Regions from separate parts of the Mus musculus genome. Here region 2 is linked to region 1. Evidence: chromatin contacts called from public Hi-C data. All regions are on one chromosome and are shown on one strand. The core of a region is the stretch at or near the end of the contact, and the rest is flanking DNA. Distances in the headings are between cores, read along the strand shown.

What was found. A called contact is a pair of places that touch in the nucleus more often than the background predicts.
Region 2: a Hi-C map of pancreatic cancer cells shows a contact between it and region 1, with 2.7 times the contacts expected there. The contact joins two enhancer-like sites. A contact is called at or near these places in 4 of 39 promoter capture datasets (the 3T3-L1 cell line, hippocampal neurons and liver), 1 of 15 datasets of contacts at CTCF or cohesin (pro-B cells), 3 of 484 Hi-C or Micro-C datasets (adipose-derived mesenchymal stem cells, frontal cortex and pancreatic cancer cells), 2 of 115 datasets of contacts at active chromatin or transcription factors (SST interneurons and pancreatic cancer cells) and 1 of 9 other capture datasets (adipose tissue).

The regions. Positions count from the first base shown.
Region 1 is chr3:36,209,078-36,214,401 of GRCm38.p6, forward strand. The region is part of intron 1 of Qrfpr (pyroglutamylated RFamide peptide receptor); the gene reads right to left. It also overlaps the pseudogene Gm18893. Among named protein-coding and RNA genes, the nearest start is that of Qrfpr, 11 kb to the right of the region's middle. Within about 2 kb of position 1,719, at least 20 of the 459 cell types and tissues checked have an H3K27ac peak or open chromatin away from gene starts, as enhancers often do. A contact at or near this core is called in pancreatic cancer cells, where this site is marked.
Region 2 is chr3:36,352,383-36,358,243 of GRCm38.p6, forward strand. Gm42209 (a long non-coding RNA gene) reads right to left here. Exons shown (of 3, transcript XR_880773.1): 2 at 2,951-3,009; 3 at 1,836-2,127. Among named protein-coding and RNA genes, the nearest start is that of Gm42209, 51 kb to the right of the region's middle. Within about 2 kb of position 1,934, at least 12 of the 459 cell types and tissues checked have an H3K27ac peak or open chromatin away from gene starts, as enhancers often do. A contact at or near this core is called in pancreatic cancer cells, where this site is marked.

The DNA of each region.
Region 1 (5,324 bases), core at 469-2,968:
TCTTGTTGTATATATTTGAGATACTAAGTGCACTTTTTTTTAATAGCATTTAATCAGAGTTACTTGACACAAGCTTATTCTACACACAAGCAAACACATTCAGAACACTACCACTCAATCTATGAACAACAACTGCACCTGCAGAGGGCCCTAAGTTTCCAGCCCCTTTGCTCATAGAATCGGTCATTCTCACAGTAACCCTGTGGCAGGTTGATGTGTTCTGTCAGGCTTACAAACGAAGACATCACAGCGAGTGTTTTAGTGATTGCTTTGACATCAACTGCTAGCCTCTGCTTCCTTATACCACTCAGAGAGTTTTTATATGCATTGTAATTCCACTGGGGAAAAAATGTCTTTAAAATAATGTTGCTGTCTTTTTGTGCAGTATTAGAAGAGATTTCCGAGTAATACTTTATGGGCAAAAATATGTACATAGTGCTTACTTCATTCTGAAGCCAAATCGGAATCCATAAGGACCGATGTGCATTGGTTCTTTTATATCTAACTTTGATTAATTTTCTCACTTGACAGTTTCATATATATATATATATATATATATATATATAAAATAATCATGGCTATTTTCACCCATCCCCCTCCTATCTCCCTTCTAACTCTGTCCACACCCTCCCTCCACCTGCCTCTTTACCCCTCATAAGTCCCTTTCTCATATTCATGTCTTTGCATTTTGTTTTATGACCCACTGGGTTTGGCCAGAGCTGTGGTGCTCAAACCCAGAACCTGGGTTTTGAACTATTCCTTGGAGCCTAGCAGGCTCACCTGTGAACACACAAGTGAAGACAACGGCTGCTTTTCCCCTAGAATCCACCAGTAGTCAGCATTTCATCAGGATGGGATGAGGTCCCATGAGTCTTTTTCCAGCCTTGACTGATGCCAGGCCCAGCCAATGGAAGCAACGGCAGATGCCGTGACATTATTGCTTATAGCCATGCCTTGCCTAAAATGGAGCATCTCACAGTCCCCTTCCCTATCTATCTTCCAGCTCTTACATCCTTTTTGTCTCCTTGGCGATGTTCCCTGAACCTTAGAAGGGGAGGTATAGTTGCTATTGAGAGTTGACACTAATTGTCACTTCCTCTCAGCACCCTAAGCAGCCATGAGCCTCTGCATTCACTACAGACCATTTATCACAAAGGGAAGCTTTTTTGGGCAGGGCAGGGAATAGCATCGGTCTATGGGTATAAACATAAAACACTCATTTTTTTTTTTAAGCCTCTGATCTTGTAATAGTTTCTGTGGTGCCATCTGCCACCAGATGGCAGCATCAGATATTATTTTTAAGCTGTTCTGGTCTTCTGATGATAGCATGCAATATGATACACAACCCAGCTAATATTAAAGCCTCAATGTACACAGTAACGCACCGCATAGGCTCGTCTCTCCCAGGAGGTGAGAACAAGCTGTCTTTTAAGATTTCTGTGATCCGTACTGGCTCACTGCCTAACGAATGCTTTTCGTTTTTGTTTCACAAAATCAAATAAAAACAGTAAGCATTTCCCTAGCTGTTGCAGGATTAATCATTAGGAGCCCATCACTCTCAGATATAAAGGGAAACAAATACAACATCTGCTGAACCTTCCTCGATGCCACAGGCTAGGAGAAAGTTCTCCAGTTTTGCTCTCAGACCTATCTGGGATTCCTCAGCAGCAGAAGAAAACAATTGGGGAACTGGCAATATAGGAGTTGGTCTGCCATAAAGTGTAAGCTTGAAGGCAGACAATGGTTCTGCTTTCATGATCTACAGAAACAGCTGACACACCCCATGGAGGATATAGTGGTGGTGCAGACACTATTGAAGCTGATGTGGGATTTGTGGTTTTTTCCACAGTTCCTGTGTCTTTTCAGATCAGCCAGCCCAGGAAAGGTGGACATAGAACAGCTTCATAATGCTGGTTAGGCTCAACCTCAAAGCCTCATGCAGGGACTGACTGACCAAGTTACAGGGGAGGATGTCAAAGAATTCAAAGGCAAAAGATATGTGTCACTGGGCTTGCTGACTATTGGATGGACTCAGGCCTACAGTCACATATAGCCAACTCTATGATGTATGCCTTCTTCGGAACTCCTGGCCTGGGGCCAAACATTCTGGAGGAGCTTGGTGGCTAACAGGATCACAGCTGTCATTGTCGAAGCTCTGAGCTTGCTGGCTAAACTTTCATACCTGTAACCAGCAAGGAATCAGTGAGCACATATGCATGAACCCCTGAGAATCCACACACACTCAGGGAGTTTATTATGTAGACAACGCAGAACAGATGAGCTCCTCATGCCTCCAGTCCCACGGAAAGAAAGACATTCAACCTGAATGTCAATTATGACTAACAGCAGATGCAATGGCTCACTCTGCTAGGGTGGGGACAAACTGCAAAGGAGCTCTCAGACGGTGCAGCCCGTGGCTAGGCGGGAAACCCTGAGCTCAGCTGGAACGAAACACGGGAGATGGATGAGAAATAAGTATCGTGCAGTGTGTGTTGCTCTATGAGATATGTGCAAGCATCCCTCCAAGAATCAGCTCAGATGGTGGTAAAGTCCTGCCTGCGTGGCCTCATGGGAAACATGCAAGGGTACCGGGGAACCGTGTGAACCTCATCCTGAATTTCCCCAGAGTGAATCTACTCTCTGTAAGCTTTTCAAGTGGGAATGACCCTGACCCACCTCCATCACAGGGCCTGGGGAAGGCTTGAGCAGAGGATCCCACAGCCTTGTTCACAATAACTGTTTCCTGTACGAGTGAGTCTCATCTGCCTAGGACACTTTCAGAAATTTCCAGATAAGCCAAGAAGTATCCTTCTTAATCCTCTGAGGTGAAGATCAATTTTTAATACAGATATCCTTTTCTGTCCTTATTCTCATTGCCCTACAGAGAGAAGATCTTCTACAGAAACTCCTGTGGCTGCTAATTCCCTCTTCACTTTCTATGAAAATTTAGGGATTTCCCTTGACTTGCAGTAACAGAATAGGCACTAGGTTTTCTTCTCTCTCTCAAAATGTGCACAAAGCTAATTAAAAAAAAAAAAACATTCAGATTAGTCCTGTGGCACAATTTCTGAGTTTTCTTCCAAATAACTGTTTCTGTAGCTCTCACTTTTTGAAGACTCGTTTATTTATTTTGTGTAATTGAGAACACTGTAGCTGTCTTCAGATACACCAGAAGAGGGCATTGGATCCTATTACAGATAGTTGTGAGCCACTATGTGGTTGCTGGGAATTGAACTCAGAACCTCTGGAAGAGCAGCCAGTGCTCTTAACCACTGAGCCACATCTCCAGCCCCTGTGCTGTATATCTCTTGAATATTTTTCTTTAAAAGCCTGTACTTCTCCTTCCTCTCCCACAAGACTATTACTAGCTGTCATGGCTACCATTAATAGATTTTTGAAACCCATCCCATGGGACTCTTAATTTCACAATCAATTTGCCCATATTGAAATTTCTATAATAAAATAAAGCTCCATGTAAGCCCTCTGATCTGAACTGGTCCCATAAATTAATATCTTTTCAATAAAATAAAGTTCAACAACTTCCTTTAGCCTTTCTCTCCATTTACCAGTTTGTAATCTCTAAGAATTCGCCAACTGTTCAAATGTTCAAAGCAGCATGCAAAGCACTTCTTCTTCTTCTTCTTCTTCTTCTTCTTCTTCTTCTTCTTCTTCTTCTTCTTCTTCTTCTTCTTCTTCTTCTTCTTCTTCTTTTGGTCTTCCTCCCCTCTCCAATCCATTCAATGAAATATATTCTTATTTTTTTATATAAAATCATAGGCAAAGTTGTATTTGTTAAAAAGTGATAGGTGTTGTTTTGATAAAGCCCGAGAGTCATACTTCCTGGTTCCTCCACACAGCCAGTCCTTGAAGCTCTGGCAAACAGAACGGAAAACCCCTGTGAGCTGTGCTAACTCATACCTAGAGTTGGAGTTTTCAAGAGAATACTTGTAGTTTTTTGTTTGTATGTTTTGTACTCTAACCTATTTTTTTAATCATATTTATTTATTTATTTACTTCCTTACAAATTTATTTGAAAGACTCCAGAGAGGTCAAGGGCCTCCCTCAGTAACGTTTCAGCGGACTGCTTACAAAGGGACAGCTATCTCGAGTCCTTGTCACACTGTGGCTGCATTTTGCACAACGTTGCACTGCATTTCCTAAGCATTTCTGACTCTTTTTCACATTAAAAAAAAAACATAATAGCTCCACTGGGATTGCATATGTGGAAGGCACTGTGTTTTTAAAAACTCTGTCTTAATCATTTTTTAAATTTTGGCCTTCATAACAAGCTTACTCCCCCACCCCCACCCCCATGCGCGGTCAGCATTGGTCAGCGTTTATACCACACGGTGGGTTTCAACTTTGGCAAGAAATTATAATAATTCCTAACATGCGAAACTTTTGAAAATATGAAACAAGTTATGACACGCAGACCAACAAAACCAGAATGACTTAGTGTGGAACCAAGCATTTGTTATACTCCCCAAGTGCTCCGATCCCCGTGTGTCTTCTCTCTGGTCTAAGGCTTCTTTGAGAACAAAATGATGTGATGGGCTCACAATCAACAGCATCACTGAACACTTGATCTTCATCGCTTCTCTGGCCCAACCCTTTATGCTGGCAACCCCTCCTCAGTAAGCGAAGAACTTAATCCCAAAGCCCTGCTGACACAGGCTCCAGGTTCTCTTGGTCTACCTCCTTCCCGTTCCCTTGGCTTTCCCCATCCCTGGTCAGAGAGCCCAGAGCAGTTACAGGTACCGAGTGAAAAGTTCACCCTCAGGAAAGGGGTGAAGTGGGGGCTTTTACAGCCCTGGGCAACAAAACGGGGTCTGGGGCAGAGGAAAAGATACAGCCCGGCTGCCCCTGGGAAGGGAGATGCTGCAACCCTCTTGTTTGAAATCATCAATACTTAATTGTTTGCCCTTCTGGCTATGGTTACATAACCATGCTGGGACCACACCCTTCCCCAGCTCAAGCTGCTCTGCGATGATGCTGATCTGCCCCGGGGTGGACTTTGAGCACTGCAGAAATAAGTTCTCCGTACTCCCTCTCAAGCTCCGTTCTCCTCTTGTTTCTTTTCTGGGTCTGCATCAGGGTCTCTGCTCTGAATATCTCCTGAAGGTTGTTGTCAGCTTCCCCAACACTTCTGCAGCAGAAGCCACGGCTTACACATGCTCTTGAAACTGAGCTGCAGGTCCTCCAAGTTGCAAATGGTCAGCTAGCTGAACCTTTCCGAAGAGAATGCCCAAGACGAGCCCCGCATTGCCCGGGATTCTCTGCTGTCTGAGCTAGTCCTTTCTGCAGGCTTTTCATGTCTTGGGAGT
Region 2 (5,861 bases), core at 684-3,183, 140 kb after region 1:
ACACCACATTGATTGCAGACTAAAACTATTTCAAGTATATCTGCAAAATGCACATTTCTAATGAACTTCCAGTTTTGTGCTCCCTCTTTATAAAAGCAAACTTTATTGTTTCTGTGACTAGCACCCCTTACTCTGCCCGCTTCATGGCCTAGCTTCTCCCATCTCTGTGCTAAGCGAGGTAACCATGTCTACTATGTCCCAGCCAAAGGTTCTTATTGAACTCCCCTGGCCTTTGATTGTAGCCAGCCACTTTCCCACTCTTCAGTCATGAGATCTCAGTTATTCCTAAGAACATTTGTAATTACTCTTTTTTGTTGTTGTTGTTCAGAATTTAATAATATCTCACTATCCTTCACCCCTTCCAGGCTCAGAAAAGTCCTCGGAAAGTTTTCTACATCCTGACCTCATAAGTCCCTGACCTCATAAGTCCCCTTTGCTCTCTCACTCTGTCTCCATCCGATCTGCCTTATTCCCTTCAGAGCATAAGGAACCTGGGCCTTTAGAGAAAGTTCTCTGTACAACATACACTGAGTGATCTAAATCAAAAACACTCCTGACTGAAAAGCATATGTAATCTATGTGAGGATGGCGAGCTAGTTCCTTCTGTTGTTTCTGATGACATTTTGATATCCATCACAGACCATGTGTTGTTATGGTGATGGGAAGAGCCTATGCTTGAGAGAACCGCGGAACAATGAGATACAGAGAGGGATTTTTTTAAATTTATTAAACATGCACCACTTCAATGGCATCATCAAATGTTTTTACACTAAAAATCCCCACAGTTCACCATATGAAATAAAATTATTTTCTTTTCCTATACAAAACCAAAAACACAAAATAAAAACAAGTAGCATTGAGCTAATTTAAAGGGAGAGAGTTGTAGGAGACAAAGCTGCTTGACTCACGGGTACCAAAGAGAAGGTGCAAGGGGCTGGGGAGGAGTGGGGAGGAACAGGGACTCTCGCCTACAGTTTTAAGGCCACGGCTAGTGCTCGGCGGTCAAATTCATTGTGGACAGAGCAGGACACAATCTCGAGCTTGTTATATTAAGTCCTGTGTTTTCTTCAGTTTCAATCATACATGAGAGTCCTGTTGGAGACCTAGAAATGTTTTTTAGGTAAGATTAAAAAATATAGAGAGAGGAAATTAAGGTAACATGTAAAGGAAACTTTAGTCATTCCAGAATCTGGCTGGGAGTCAGAAACGTCAATACATCTGATAAAATATAAATTGCTCACAGCTGATGCCTCCAACCGTTTGACATTGGGGAATGATTTTGTTATCTACAAAGTTCACACTTGAGAACCTCACAACTGAGTTGCCAGAAATTATATAATATTTTAAGTAAGTTTACAATTTTGTATTGAGCTGCAGTCATGCACATTCTCAGTTTCATGAAGTGCCTGGTACCTGAGATTGGACACTTCTAGGCTATATAAATAACATTTATCTTCATAAAAACATCTAAAGGTACTAAGAATCACAAGCTGCTAATTTAAGGCCAGAATGTCTAGGCCATGTTTGTGTATGGGTTCCTCTCTCAGTCTAAACCCAAACTGTGCACTGCATCATGACAGCTGCAATCATTTTATTTATCAAAGAAAATCATTTAATCTTTAAATTTTGTTGCAAATTTTATTCTTTAAACAATGAGATTTAGAAAACCTCAAAATTGTGTGTGTGTTTGTGTGTGTGCACAAAATCTAAACTTTTCTATTGAAAGACCCCCATTTCGGGAAGACCCTCACTCAAGTCTGGGGATGAGCCGACGCCCCAATAACTCAAGAGACACCATTCTTGATGCAATATCGCATGAGGTTTATTTGGGAATCAGCATGCTGAGGCTGAGCTCATAACCCACACAGGGGCAGAGGAGATCAACCCTCAGCAGTTGCAGTTGAGGGTTTTTAAAGGAAAAAACCACAAAGAAAGGGGAAGCTGAGTAAACATCATAAGCATGAGGATGATGAATTACAGCTCATCTCTTACGGAAAGGTTACAGGCTATCTTTGGCAAGCATTCTTGGTCCCTTACAAAATGAGTCAGGCGCCTGGGTGGGTCAAGATTGTGGTGAGCCAGTTCCAGGAATTAGGTGGATCACCCAGTGGTCATCGGTTTTTCAGGCTGAAGGTGAAAGAACAAAGAACTCCATGCTGGGCTTTGTTTCTAGGGGTCTAAGGAACACATTGAGTTGGGGGGTCTTACACTATCTCTTGCGAAGCCCACACTTATGCCTTTAGGGTATCTAATATCCTATTCTTAAGCATCTCTAAAACCTCAGGCTTAAATCAAAAGATTGTAGTGTTTCATATCCCTATTTAATAAACTAATGTTGATTTACTTCAGTTGGTCCTGAAATAACTCCCCCCCCACCTCCCCCAAATTCTTTTCTGCCATGTAGTCAAGGATTCAGCTTTACTTGTAACTCCACGGGCTACTTATAGTCTCTCCAACGTGACTGTTGGTTTTAGAAATATTAAGTCTAACTCTCCTAATTCCACATTAAAAACAAAACAAAACAAAACAAAACAAAACAAAACAAAACAAAACAAGGTTAGTAGGGCGCAGAAAGGTGAGATGGTCCAAGGCCTTGTCACTCATTGATGAGTGACAGAAACAGACTTCTCAGGTCTGATTCCTATACTGGTGGTGGCGGTTTTTTCTGCTATTGAATCCTTACCTATTGCTAACACTAGTTTGGAAAGGTGTGGTTATTATTGTCTGTCATCTTCTTTTGTTCTCAAACACTTATTATACTGTTATTTTTTTAATTTGTTATTAGAATCTAAGAACAGTCCAGTAACATTAGACGAGTAAGTAAATGGGTATTAGCCAAAAGGGTCAGCCTTAGTACCGATGACCGATCACAATTGTCAGCACAAACAGGATCATGTTTTCGTCAGTTGAATATTTTTAATATTTAAACTTAATGTACTTTCTTCTTTACCTGCTTGTGGGGGTCACAATTCCAACCAGGTCACTGTAGATTAGTCATCTGACTGAACTCTAAAAGGCGCAAAAAGAATAAAGAAAACAAATACATTCAAGTGGAAGACAATTCCTGCTGTAGAATGTTATGCATTTAACAAGACACTTTGGCTGAAGTGCTTACACAATCTTTCAGGGACACAGTAAATAATTCTAGGGTTCAATCAATTCATACATACTTAAAATTTATTGTTATGTAAAAGCCTGAGAAAATGAAAACTTACAAGACAGTTGTAAACTATCGAGCTTCTTTTCTTTCTCTCCGGATGCATGTAACCTTCATCATCAACAAAATAATTTTCAAGTCATTTAACACAGTTCCCAGAGAATATTATCTGTATCTTTTTTAAAATTACTTCAGATATCACATTTTCTTTGAATCTCTGGAAAAGGCTAGCTATAGAAACTTTGTGAAGAATAGAATTAGTCATTCTATCAAACGTTTAGAAAGTGGTTTTCAGCTTTGCTTTATAAGTTTATTCTTTAGCTAATATTTTCAAGAACATATTTACTGTATTTTAAAAAATTTTTTGAAAGGGGTTACTGAAGGCAATAGCTAAGCTTGAAATTGTAATTGACACCCCCACCCCCACCCCCACCCCCAGGAACAATTTGTAATCTGTGAGTGTCATTGTCTCTATTTTAAGCCAGCCTGTAGGTGACCATACATCATCTTTGGCACAAAAGGAAAAGAACTCATCTCCAGCTAGGCACTAGGTACACGGGTAGGGGACAGTGACAGAGGGTGGGCAACATGCTGACCTCCAGGATCCATCAACTCTCACTTATTTAGCTGTGAGGAGAGCCACACCTCTCTTAACCAGGCAACTGGTGAACTTCTGGAATGAAATGCAACACCCCAACACCCCATACACACCGGCTAACACAATTGCCAACACAGGTGGGCTCCTGCACCAAAGTGTTCTGCAGATAAACTTGTGATCACGCTCTGCATTCAGAATAAACAGGGAGATGCCTGTGCTGGAGCCGTCAAACCACAGAGTGGTGGGTTCTTTTTCTGATACTAGCTAATATCCGAGGTGTTTTAGGCTTCGATCTACTGTGGTCACATTCTAGATAAGCAGGGAGTTCAGATTTGTCCCTCTCCTGTTTCCATGTGAGTTCATTTTCAGTGACATTACTTCTGTGTTTTAGACATTCATTTCCCATGATTCTTAACAAGAAACTATATTGTAAACACTTAGACACCATCTAGAGCAACAGGTATGTATCAGTCAAGATTTTAAAGAGTGTTGGGGATCCTCAAAACATTTTGTTGTATATCTCTCAGAGAGCATTCTGAACCTAGAAGCTAGATTTCAGAGCATCTATGTCCTTCAAGGTTTTATATACAAAACACTAATAAGGGACATCATAAGCTACACGGCTACCGCCTTGGAGCAAATCTTCCAGCTTAAGGAAAACTTCATGCAGTTTGTTAAGAGATCTAAGAGAAATTTTGGGGGATATATTTTCTCTTCCTTTCTTTTCTTGGGGGAAAAAGCATGAGCTGTCTCTGCTGTCACTCTAAAGAGATTAAAGAGAATTCTAGAAAAGTCTCAAGACCTAGAGAACTAAATAAAGAAAAGGACTCAAGTGTCTGTATGCTTGTGGCTGATTTTCTTTTTTGGGTAACGACTTTGTATATTGAACAAATTCTCTACCTATTCTTTACCTTCAGAATAAACCAAAGGTTAGAGAGAAAGAAGCAGGAGACATTGTCAGTGGGAACAAGAGCCAATGACAGAGCGTCCTCCACTGCCTGCTGCAGCTCGGTGGGTCCTTGCGTGGACTTCCGCACAGGTGGGACTGAGACTCTTACTGCAACTCTGAAAAGAACTCCAGTATGAAACAAAGTCGGGCTTTATCACAAACCGGCTTTGATGCAGGTGTAAACACAGGCAGTGGGGAATGGCCAGTACACTCCCAAGACACAAGTCAGGCTTCTCACCAAAGAATCACACTTAAGCTTCCTTAACAGTGGCCAAACAGTTTCAGTGAGTTCTGCAGTTACAGTGTTCAAAGAGATAATGGAGAGCACAGTGTGGTTCCTGGGGTGCACTGGACAGGACTCCAAGCCAAGTGAGTTATGGCCACAGGGGTAATCAGAAATCTTTACTCATAGGGAGTGGAGAAAACTCTCCATAAGAAAAGACCTCTGGGGCATGTGTTGTTCACATGAACCCACCATGCTGAGCATTGCTGAGCCTCAGACCTGTATTGAGATGGCAGTGAAGCCTTCTCTCCTGGGAGAGACCCAGAGGCTTGCCAAAGCTTTCCTGGAGTCCAAGTGAGGATGTGGACAGGGGGTGCAGAAAATGACCCCCAAAGCTTTCTTCCCCTGGATATTGGTGGCCCAAAGACTACTCCTTGCAGAGACTACTCCTACCAAGATTAGCCAAACCTTCCTCCATGATCCAGCCGTATACCATAAACTCTGCTTCCTTGTTCATCCATATATAACCCGCATTTGTCCAGCTATATGCAATAACTCCGCCTCTCTGTTCAACCCTAAATAATAAACACCGACCTTCCAGAGTGCCCTGGTTTCTCCAGCCAAGAGCCCACACCATGGGCCTCTGTCTATGTGTCTGTCTGTGTGTCTATGTTTGTCCTTTTCTTATTCCCTCACCACCTGAGTCAAGTCCGTCCCTGTAGCCGTGCCCCATGTGACACTTACTAATACTGGGTTACAAAGAAGTCGAGATACATGGTTTTCACTGGGAACAAGATTTGTAATTGTGTTTATAGGAGTCTCAGAAAGCTACAGGTCTAACCTGGGAAAAAAAGTCAGGTCAAACTTAAAGGCCAGATCTACTTAGGCCTGAGGCATGATTCATGTCTATTTTTAACCCTTGTTTTTGAAAACT